2 separate regions of the Oryctolagus cuniculus genome follow, and region 2 is linked to region 1. The links are chromatin contacts, called in public Micro-C maps. All regions are on one chromosome and are shown on one strand. The core of a region is the stretch at or near the end of the contact, and the rest is flanking DNA. Distances in the headings are between cores, read along the strand shown. Region 1 holds the start of GOLM2 (golgi membrane protein 2). Region 2 holds the start of CTDSPL2 (CTD small phosphatase like 2).

Region 1 (5,735 bases), core at 1,843-4,342:
AAAGAATTACAAAGAGGGAGAGCCTGAGAGAGAGAGAGAGAGAGAGCAAGCAAGCGAGTGAGCTATCTTCCACCTGCTGGTTCTCTCCCCCAAATAGGCCAGGCATAAGCCAGGCATTGGGATCTTCTTCTGGGTCCTCCATGTGAGTGCAGGGGCCCAAGCACTTAGGCCATCTTCCCCTGCAGAGAGCTGGAGAGGAAGTGGCGCAAGCCAGGTCTCAAACAGCACCCATATGGGATGCCAATGCTGTCGACGGCAGCTTAACCCGCTGCACCACAGTGCCGGCAAGAAATTGTTACCTAATTTTTAAAATATTGTTTAAAATATTCATTTATTTGAAAGAGAGTTATAAGCTGGAGCCGCGGCTCAATAGGCTAATCCTCCACCTAGAGGCGCCGGCACATCGGGTTCTAGTCCCGGTCGGGGCGCCGGATTCTGTCCCGGTTGCCCCTCTTCCAGGCCAGCTCTCTGCTGTGGCCAGGGAGTGCAGTGAAGGATGGCCCAAGTGCTTGGGCCCTGCACCCCATGGGAGACCAGAAGCACCTGCCTCCTGCCTTCGGATTAGCAGGGTGCGCTGGCCGCAGCGCACCAGCCACAGCAGCCATTGGAGGGTGAACCAACAGCAAAAGGAAGACCTTTCTCTCTGTCTCTCTCTCTCACTGTCCACTCTGCCTGTCAAAAAAAAAAAAAAAAAAAAAAAGAGAGAGAGAGAGAGAGAGTTATAGAGAGAGGGAGAGAGTCAGTCATTCACTGGTTCATTCCCCAAATGGCCACAACAGCCAGAGCTGGGCTGATCCAAAGCCAGGAGCCAGGAGCCTCTTCTGGGTATCTCATATGGGTGCAGGGGCCCAAGGACTTGGGCCATCCTCTACTGCCTTCCTAGACACATTAGCAGGGAGCTGGATCAGAAGTAGAGCAGCTGGGACCCAAACTGGTGCCCATATTGGATGCTGGCACTGCAGGCTGGGGCTTTAACCTACTGTGCCACAGCACCAGCCCCTGCTACCTAAATTTTTAAATGTTTAACCCAGAATTATCTACAGGAGAGGACTTATACACAGTCTTGATGATATCTGGACTGGACTTATTAATAGATGTAGCTTGATAGCCATCAAAACAGAAAGAAAAAGTTGCCTGGGGAAAAGTAGAAATTGGATTGGCTTTCAAGCTTCAGCACTGACATTTACTAGATGTATGAATGGACAAGCCACTTCTGAATCTGTAAAATGGGATAATAGTATCAAATAATTCTTTTAAAAGCACCCAAAAAGGGGATCAGCGCTGTGGCACAGTGGGTTAATGCCCTGGCCTGAAGCGCCGGCATCCCATATGGGCGCCGGTTTGAGACCCGGCAGCTCCACTTCCTATGCAGCTCTCTGCTGTGGCCCGAGAAAGCAGTGGAAGATGGCCCAAGTCCTTGGGCCTCTGCACCCATGTGGGAGACCTGGAAGAAGCTCCTGGCTTTGGATTGGCACAGCTCTGGCCGTTGCGGCCAATTGGGAAGTGAACCATTGGATGGAAGATCTCTCTCTCTGCCTCTCCTCTCTCTGTGTAACTCTGACTTTCAAGTAAATAAATAAATCTTAAAAAAAAAAAAGCACCCAAAAAGAAAATGTATGTCCCTGTCCCATACAATATTATATTTTTAGATTGGAATCCCATGTAAAAAGAAAATACTCTTGGAAAGTGTAACATCTTAAGTAGTTAACATCATTTTATAGACTAACTTCCAACTGCTGGCTGAGCAAAGAAAGGCCAAGCTGAGTGGAGGAAAGGAGAGGTGGGAAGGCTCCTCACAGTTAATAATTTGTTTTTGTTGCCCTGCTTCCTTTTGTCAAAGTCTCCTTGTCATCTGAGCGTATAGGAGATTTCCCAGATGTTAGGGAGCAAAGAGCAAAAGGTTCGAGTTTGAGGTGAACTACATATAAATAATTTTGGCATTATTTTTTGAACACTATATATGAAAGAGAAACCATTTCTTTTTAAAGGTGCAACAATTCTTCCAAGCTACTGTAGTAACTTCATTTTTGAAACAGACATGAAGCATTGAATAATTATTCAGAGATGACAAGGCTTCCTGCCTCATACCACTTAATTTGAATAAGAATACCAAAGTTTTTGCATTCATAGGGTTTTATGCTTAAAGAGTTCTTGAACCTGGGAAATAAAGCAACTCCATCCTAGGTTAGGACTAGTAACCATTTAAGTGTTTACACACGAACAAAGGAAATATATAGAGAAAACAAGACGCGGGGTTTTCTCTGTTTCACCGAATGATCGCTGTGCCTAAAGCAGGTTAATTGGGTAGACTGCAAAGAGCAATGATACAGATTCAAGCGTTTAACAACAGAGTTCAAACAAGATTCGAGACTTTGAGAAATTCTCTGAACATCTTTGTATGTTGGATTTCATCTACATAACTGTTGTTGAGAGGATGTGACTAGGCGTGCAAAAACAATTTGTAAGAACCCTTGTTTCTCATCCAGAGCATGTTCGATTGTCAGTAACAGTGCATTGGATACTATTCATTGAGGGCGGCTTCTGAGCTTTCTGTTTGGAAGCCTAGTGGAGGCAAAAGCAGCATTGCATTTAAAAATAAGGGCTCGCCACACAGATTCTTTAGGTTCGCGAATGCGGTAACGTTGGAAACCAGGCTGGCACCATCCCTTTCAGTCCCAAAGCTTATGTGGTCCCACTCTTTTCCGTAACGTTTGGGGGCATTGCTACTTGTCTTGTTGTCGTTTTCTTTCTACACCTAGCAAAAACAACAACAATCCCCTCGAATGAGGCAAACATGAAACGTTTACAATCATCCTTGTCCGGCTGTTTTCCCTACTTCGAGGTCGTTAACTCTTGACGTCCTCAAAAACCAAAATCCGCGTGAGGGACGACGCAGGGCAGGACTCCTTAGACCTTAGATCCAGGGAATCAAGCACGTTACAGTCAAACGGACACCAGCCCAGGTACATATCTCAGACCGCCAAAACTCACGTTGCACCCTACTCAACAAAGATAACCCTCGCGAGAAAGGACTGAGCGAGAGAGAGGAAACCCGCTATCTCGCGAGAAGAGGGTCGTCGGAAACGAGGAAATGGCCCCCTAAGAGACCGGCCCCCGTCAGTGGGCGGGGCCATGTCAAATCCGTCCCCTTCCGCCTCCTTTCCCCGCCCCCAAGCCCTGAGGTGTTGGGCCGGGGGTGCAGACAGCGGGGTTCTCCCGGTTCTAGTCGGTGGGCTCAGGGTCGGGTTCAAAGCCTCCGGAACGCGCTTTGACCAGACTTGAGGAGGGGGGGCGGGGAGGGACCTGCGGCTTGCGGCCCCGCCCCCTTCTCCAGCTCGCCAGCGAGCGGATAAACCCGCCTCCTGTTTCGCCCGGCCCTGGGGCCGCGTCCCCGGGCAATTCAGTAGCCGAGGCCTGAGCTTCTGCTTGCAGGTGTCGGCTGCGAGGCCCCCAGGGTACGGCCCGGCTCGGCCCCATGGTGGGTTTCGGGGCCAACCGGCGGGCTGGCCGCCTGCCCTCCTTCGTGCTGGTGGTGCTTCTAGTGGTGATCGTTGTCCTTGCCTTCAACTACTGGAGCATCTCCTCCCGCCACGTCCTGCTCCAGGAGGAGGTGGCCGAGCTGCAGGGCCAGGTCCAGCGCACCGAGGTGGCCCGCGGGCGCCTGGAGAAGCGCAATTCGGACCTCTTGCTCTTGGTGGACACGCACAAGAAACAGATCGACCAGAAAGAGGCCGACTACGGTCGCCTGAGCAGCCGGCTGCAGGCCAGGGAGGGCCTGGGGAAGAGATGCGAAGATGACAAGGTAAGGACGAGCCCAGAGTTTGGTACGGCTCCGGCGTGGGGTATTGGCCCAGCAGCAGTTGCCTGATCTGTAGCCCTGGAGGCTCCCTTTGCCTCAACAACCATGTTTCAGACTTTTCCCCGGTCTAGCAGTGTCACATTCTCCAGCCCCTGCCAGACAAAACTGGCTGTAAGTTGTGGTTCTCCAGAGTGGCTTGCGTGTGATGCCGCCTTTCCCCTCAAGCTCAGCTGCTGAGCTGGCAGTAGTAGTCATCTGGCCTATGTGGCCGCCTTAGGCTCACAGACATACAAATCTGGAGGCTGCCAGGTTTTCGTGGAGATGGTGGTCTCATCCTTATTCTGTGCACACCGATTGACAGTGATTTCTTTATTTAAAGAACAGGGCCTCCTCCACATAGGGAATTCACATTTTTGAAGCAGTGGCTTCAAATTTCGATAGTGCAATGTATTAAATAACTAAATCAAATATTAATAGCTTTTTGTGATCAAAATGTTAGGATAGATGGGCCTTGGAGCCATATATGGGCCACCGTGGTGACTTGGACATAATGAAGCCATAATTATGTATTCAGTTTGAATTGTTAATGAAATTAACCCAAAAGGTAGACCCTAAAAATAAATTCTGAGCAACAGCAGAATCTCCTGTCTGTGTCCTCATTGTCTTTGAAAAAAGACATTTTGTGTACCTTAGTAGTTGAAGTTTATGGCAGACGATACAAAGTTTAAACTTAAAAAGTTTAAAACTGGACTGTACTCATACTTGCTACTAAATGATCTTTGTTTTCTCCAACATATTGATAACTGTATTTGTTTGGGACTTGCCCCTTCTGTTGCTATAGTAAAATTGTAAAAATGTTTGGGAGTATTAATAGATACCTTTCTTTCTGGTCCCTTTGCAGTAATCTTCACATTGTAAGTTTTTACTTTATCCAAGTAATTTATAGTGAATTATTATAAATTAAAATCTTTATGAGCACCCAACTTCCTTATTGTCATTAGTCTCTACCCTCTTATTTCATGACGGTTAAGTCCCTCCGGTTAAGTACTTCCCTATGGCCCCTTCCCTATTCACCATAATATAGATACTCTGAGAGGGGCAAGGAGTCAGCAGATTTATGCACAAACTAAACACTGAACTCTAAAGACTGGAAAACTCTTGTAGAGTAGGCAGAAATCCATAAAGTGTTGCAGTATTAAAATGAGGTCTTCTTGCTTGGGATAAACATTACTATTTAAATTCTTTGGAAACACAAAGGAGAGATAAAAGTCTTTTCTAGTAATTCTTATTCTGGATTGCATCTCTTCCATCTAATGGATGCTATTATTAGTCTCTTTCAGTAAGTTTTCACTTTTTACCTTCAACCAGGTGTAGGTGTCCCCTGTTTTTTTTTTTTTTTTTTTTTTTTTTGGACAGGCAGAGCGGACAGTGAGAGAGAGAAAGAGACAAAGAGAAAGGTCTTCCTTTTCCGTTGGTTCACCCCCAATGGCCACTGCGGCTGATCCGAAGCCAGGAGCCAGGTGCTTCTCCTGGTCTCCCATGCAGGTGCAGGGTCCAAGGACCTGGGCTATCCTCCACTGCACTCCCTGGCCACAGCAGAGAGCTGGACTGGAAGAGGAGCAACCGGGACAGAATCCGGCGTCCCAACCGGGACCAGAACCCCGTGTGCTGCCACCACAGGCGGAGGATTAGCCTATGGAGCTGCGGCGCCGGCCAATGTCCCCTGTTCTAAAAAAAATGTCTTTGCTACTTAAATGACACCCTCCCTTCTCCCAGTAAACTAGCTTCCTTTTTTCTACTGTCGCTGCTGAACTCAAATTGTTGCTGGTTTATAAAGACTCCATCTGCTTCCTCTTCTTCAGCCTCATCCTTATCCTTTGAAATTCTGTCCTGCCGTCTTTCTTTACTTCTCTTTTCTGAAGCTATGCCCTTGAAG
Region 2 (4,997 bases), core at 85-2,584, 130 kb after region 1:
AGGCATGTGGGCCATCTTCTACTGCTTTTTCCATGCCATTTATAGGGAGCTGGATGAGAACGGAACAGCTGCGACTTGAACTGGCGTCCATGTGGAATGCCAGCACGGCAGGCAGCAGCTTTACCCTTTGCATAACAACGTCCGCCTGTATCTATCTTCCTTCCTTCCTTCCTTCCTTCCTTCCTTCCTTCCTTCCTTCCTTTTTTCCTTCCTTCCTTCCATCCAAGATTTTATTTATTTATTTGAGAGGTAGAGTTACAGACAGTGAGAGGGAGAGACAGGAAAGTCTTCCATCCATTGGTTCACTCTCCAAATGGCCACAATGGCCAGAGCTTCGCCGATCCGAAGCCAGGAGCCAGGTGCTTCTTCCCAGTCTCCCACGTGGGTGCAGAGGCCCAAGGACTTGGACCATATTCTACTGCTTTCCCAGGCCACAGCAGAGAGCTGGATTGGAAGAGAAGCAGCCGGGACTCGAAGCGGCGCCCATATGGGATTCTGGCACTGCAGGCAGAGGATTAACCCACTGTGCCATGGCACTGGCCCATCTTTTTCTTTTTTAAGATTTATTTATTTGGAAGGTAAAGTTACAGAGAGGCAGAAGCAGAGGCAGAGAGAGAGAAATTTTCCGTCCTCTGGTTCACTCCCAAATGGTTGCAATGGCTGAGCCAGGCCAATCTGAAACCAGGAGCCAGGAGCTACTTCCGGATCTCCCAAGTGGGTGCAGGGGCCCAAGGACTTGGGCCATCTTCCACTTCCTTCCCAGGTGCATTAGCAAGGCAGCTGGATCAGAAGTGGAGCAGCCGGGACTTGAATGACACCCATATGGGATGCCAGCACTGCGGGCGGTGGCCTTACCATAACGCTACGCCACAGCAGCGGCCCCTTGTGTGTTTTCTACATGTAGTTTCATGATGGTACTCAAAAAGTTTTGGATTTTGGATTATGGATATTTAACCTACACCTTGGAATAAAGGACATATTAAAAGACTATTGGTATTTCTATTACATGACTTTGTGAACACCTTGTTAATGTTTCAGATTGCAGTTTTGAATGGTTTAAAAAAGTAGGTAAAAATGCATGCTACTAGTTTTTTTCCTATAACCACTGTCTTGCATCTAAATATAATTTTTTTTTACTGGTTCATTTATTTGAAAGGCAGAGTTACAGAGAGAGAGAGGAGAGGAGAGCAGAAGAGAGGGGAGGGAGGGAGGGAGAGAGAGAGAGAGAGAGAGAGAGATCTTTCATCAGCTGGTTCACTCCCCAAAAGGCTGTTGTAAGGTCCCGGGGGGGTTTCGGCACCAACGTAAGGCTGCCACAAAACACACCAGACACCTGAGTAGGGGAGAGTTTATTGGGGGAAACCCAGCAGGCCGGAGGGAAAGGGTGAGGAAGGAAAAGAGAGAGGAGAGGAGAGAAGAGCGTGAGCAGGAGAGAGGAGCTGAGAGAGAGGAGCGAGAGCAGAGGAGACTAGAGAGAGAGGAGGGGAGAGAGGAGCACCACGTGTTCAGGAACAGGTCCTTTTAAAACGTTGCCGTAGGGCGGGCAGGGAAGCAGGAGCAGTGAATCCCGTCAGGAGGGGGATGGGGCTGACATGGTGGTTGGGCCATGTGGCCACCTAGCTTCCAGCATGGAGGTGGGGGCTAGAGCCTAGGATGTTGTCAGGGTGTAGATCGCGCCATAGATAAGACTGTGTCATTTTCCTAACAGCCTGAGCAGCGGGAGCTTGGCTGATGGGAAGCCAAGAGCCAAGCGCTGGCCCTATTTTTTTTCTTTTTAAGGTTTATTTATTTGAAAGGCATTGTGACAGAAAGAGGAAAACAGAGAGAGCTTCCATCCGTTGGTTCACACCTCAAATTCCCCTAACAGCCAGGGCTGGGCTAGGCTGAAGCCAGGAGCCAGGAACTCCATCTGTCCTCCATGTGGGCGGCAAGAATCCAAGTACTGAAGCCATGATCTGCTGCCTCTGAGAGTGCACATTAAGCAGGAAGCTGGATCGTAAGCGGAAGAGCTCTGGAACTGGCAATCTGCTTTGGAATGCGGGAGTCCCAAGTGGTGGTTTAATCCATTGCCCCACAATGCCCGCCCCTCAATAATTAAATCCTGGACGAATAATGAAAGTGGCCTAGGATTTTTTGTTAAAAGATAATGCTCTTCCAACCACTAGGACTAGCCGTTTCGGATACATTTTCTGTTGGAGCTGGCCGTCCCTTGACCCAGGCTTGCAGGTACACGCTGTTTGAAAGATCTGAGTTCTCAGCTTGTAGCCCTACCGCCTACATCACGTGGAATCCAAGGGCGTGAATCTGACGACTGATCCAAGGAGCCACTACTCTCTGCCTTCCAGTCAGCGAGCCGGAAAGAACACCTTCAGGGGCCGCTGGGATCCCAGGAAAAGATGCGTGATCCGGTTTTTACTCGCCCCAGGCAGCGCTCTCCACAAACCACCTCCTCCAGCGCGCCAAGCCGTTAGTCCCGCCCGGTCCAGCTCGGCTCCACCCATCTGGCGCGCCCACGGGTGCTAAACCTAGCCGCCAGGGAACGCGACGCATTCCCAAGCTCCGCCTCCGGGGCCAGGGCGCGCTCCCCCTCCCTGCTCGGCCTAAGCAGTTCCGTTAGCAGCCGGAGGAAAAACCGTCCTTTCGGGTCCCCGCCTCTACTAACGCTTTACTCCCTACTCCCCCTGCGACCACTCCACAGGCGGCTACGGAGGCCCCTGAAGTACACATATCCCCCAGGCCCCGGCGCAGCCTGACAGGTTTTGTCCTTTCCTACCCCCTCCAGCCCTAAGGACCAATGTTCAATCTCTGCCAGGAACCCGGACTCGAGAGTTTGTTCGGGCTTCAGCAGCTTCGACATTCTTCACGGAAGTAAAAGTGGTTTGGTGGTGTTCCCCCCGCCCCCGCCCCCACCTCCTGCTGTAGCCGCCCGCATTCCTCCCCTCCCACCTCGCAGAATTGTGGCGGGAGGGGGAGGAGGAAGCTAAGGCGCCTGCGCGGAGAGGCCGCTTTCCATCCGGGTCCCTGTTCGTGCGGTGCAGCAGGTCGGTAGGCGGGAAATGGCGACTGGCTGAAGGAGCTGGTTCTGTTGCTGCTGCGGGCTACGCGGGAAAGACACCACACATTGCGCAGTCGGAACCATTGCCGGAGACCGAGGACACTTCTCTGTCGTCACAGTTAGGTAAGTCCCTTCGTCCAGACGCTGCCTCTGCTCCCAGCCTCAGTCCTCCTCTTCCAGGGCCGTCTGCCGGGATCTCCTCCCCTTCTCAGCCCGGTCCTCCAGCGGCTCCGGCGCCTTGGTAGGCATGCACTGTTGGCGCCTCATACTTCCACTGTGTGGAGCCGCTGTTCTCTGGACTTTCCCCTGGGAACGGAAAGGGAGCTCACTTCCCGCCAGCTTCAGCTCAGAGGCTGCGGCCTGTGTTGTGATTTCTGGGGTTAGATTTCACTTCGCTACCCACCCCCACCCCGATCTCACGTTCCTAGTCCCCAACCTTGTGGTCCCTGTGGGGAATTAAGTTAGAAGATCAGCCTTGCTAACCTTCTTGATCCACTTGGTTTTTTCAGTGTTTCATTCTTTCTAGTGGGGTGCTTATGGGGGGCGTTGCTGTGTCTCACTGATTATAAACACCTTTCGAGAGTCGGGGAGAAGGGATTTCATAAAGTCCTGTTTATCTATTGTACTGTTAAAATACTGAGTTGACATGGTTACTTTTTCAAATCAAGAGTGACAGTGAGGAACAGCTCATGTGGAAGGCCCCTGGTGTTCATGGTGGTCATTTAAGGGTGAATTTTATTATATTTCATATTCTCAGCTTCCTTTGGGTATCACATGCCTGCATGTATGTTTACATTTGCCTTCTTGACCAGAATTCTATGGTAAATAAGTGCATAAGTAAATTGTGTTTACTTCTCACCCTAGTGGTGGCTCGATGTGTGAATGATGTTAAGCACTTTAAGAGTACCTTAGGGAAGTCTAAAAGATACTGCTTGTAAACTTTCCCAAGATCCTGAAGTGAAATGCACTTAGTAGACGTTCCTCCAAGGCAGGGATTTATCTTTGTAATGCTAATAAAGCAGTACCAAGATTACTGCCCTGTGTGGCTATACAAATTAGTGACTTGAAATGATAGATTTATCTGTATAATTTTCAGCTTGTAGATTGCTCTTTATTCTGTCTTTCCCTTCTTTTCATTTGTGATACAGCTGTTATCCTAATAAAAGCAGAGAAATGACAAGTTAAAACTAGTTTAACTCACCCCCCCGCCTTTACCATTTTAGATCAGTTATCTATGAAGATGTTGGTGTTTTTCAGAATGTTTCAGTTGTGTTGGATTTGGAGTCTTTCTAGGTTTTTTCACTAATCGGACTAAATTTCAAAAATTCATATAACCTGCCAATTGACATTAATACTCAACCTTTTAGCTCAGTTTGGAGAACTTCACTATTGTTAGCATGATATTAGAGTGAAAATTCCTTAATAAACAGGAACACAAAAAATCGTTGTAGTCCTCATTTGGTAGACTTTGCCCAAGGTCATAAAGAAAGTCAAGACAAATGTAGCTCTTATGTAAGGCAGTCTTTTAGGATTGAATTAAACTTCATACTTCTTTTCTAGGATCAGTAGAATAGGGGGTGGAAAATGGAGGTGTGGGCATGTTTGAAACTTGCTGAGTTAATTTATGTCAATAAATGGGAAAATATGTGATGTAAAGGGATCCAAGATGTAGTTACATCTAATGCAGGCTTTTTATTTTTATTACCTTTTTGTGTAGTTTATAAATTGTTATTTTTCAAGTAACCGTGAGCATTGTAGATTATGTCTTTGAGGATTCTACCAGATTGTTTAGTTCTGCGTTCATTCAGTACCTTTGCTCTTTTAACACTCAGCATTGGTTGAAGGCTGTAAGCGGTGTGGTCCTTAGCTTTTGTAGACTTGTAGCTGTATAAAAATTCCAAATAGGATTGCTACATTTTACAATATTCCCTTCTGATTGTGG

Evidence for each region. A called contact is a pair of places that touch in the nucleus more often than the background predicts.
Region 2: a Micro-C map of ear pinna shows a contact between it and region 1, with 5 times the contacts expected there. The contact joins the promoter of CTDSPL2 here to the promoter of GOLM2 in region 1.

What each region holds. Positions count from the first base shown.
Region 1 is chr12:67,225,562-67,231,296 of mOryCun1.1, forward strand. GOLM2 (golgi membrane protein 2) reads left to right here and starts at 3,093. Exons shown (of 10, transcript XM_002717928.5): 1 at 3,093-3,802. The coding sequence starts at 3,476.
Region 2 is chr12:67,357,498-67,362,494 of mOryCun1.1, forward strand. It overlaps CTDSPL2 (CTD small phosphatase like 2), which reads left to right and starts at 1,335. Exons shown (of 14, transcript XM_070054119.1): 1 at 1,335-3,178.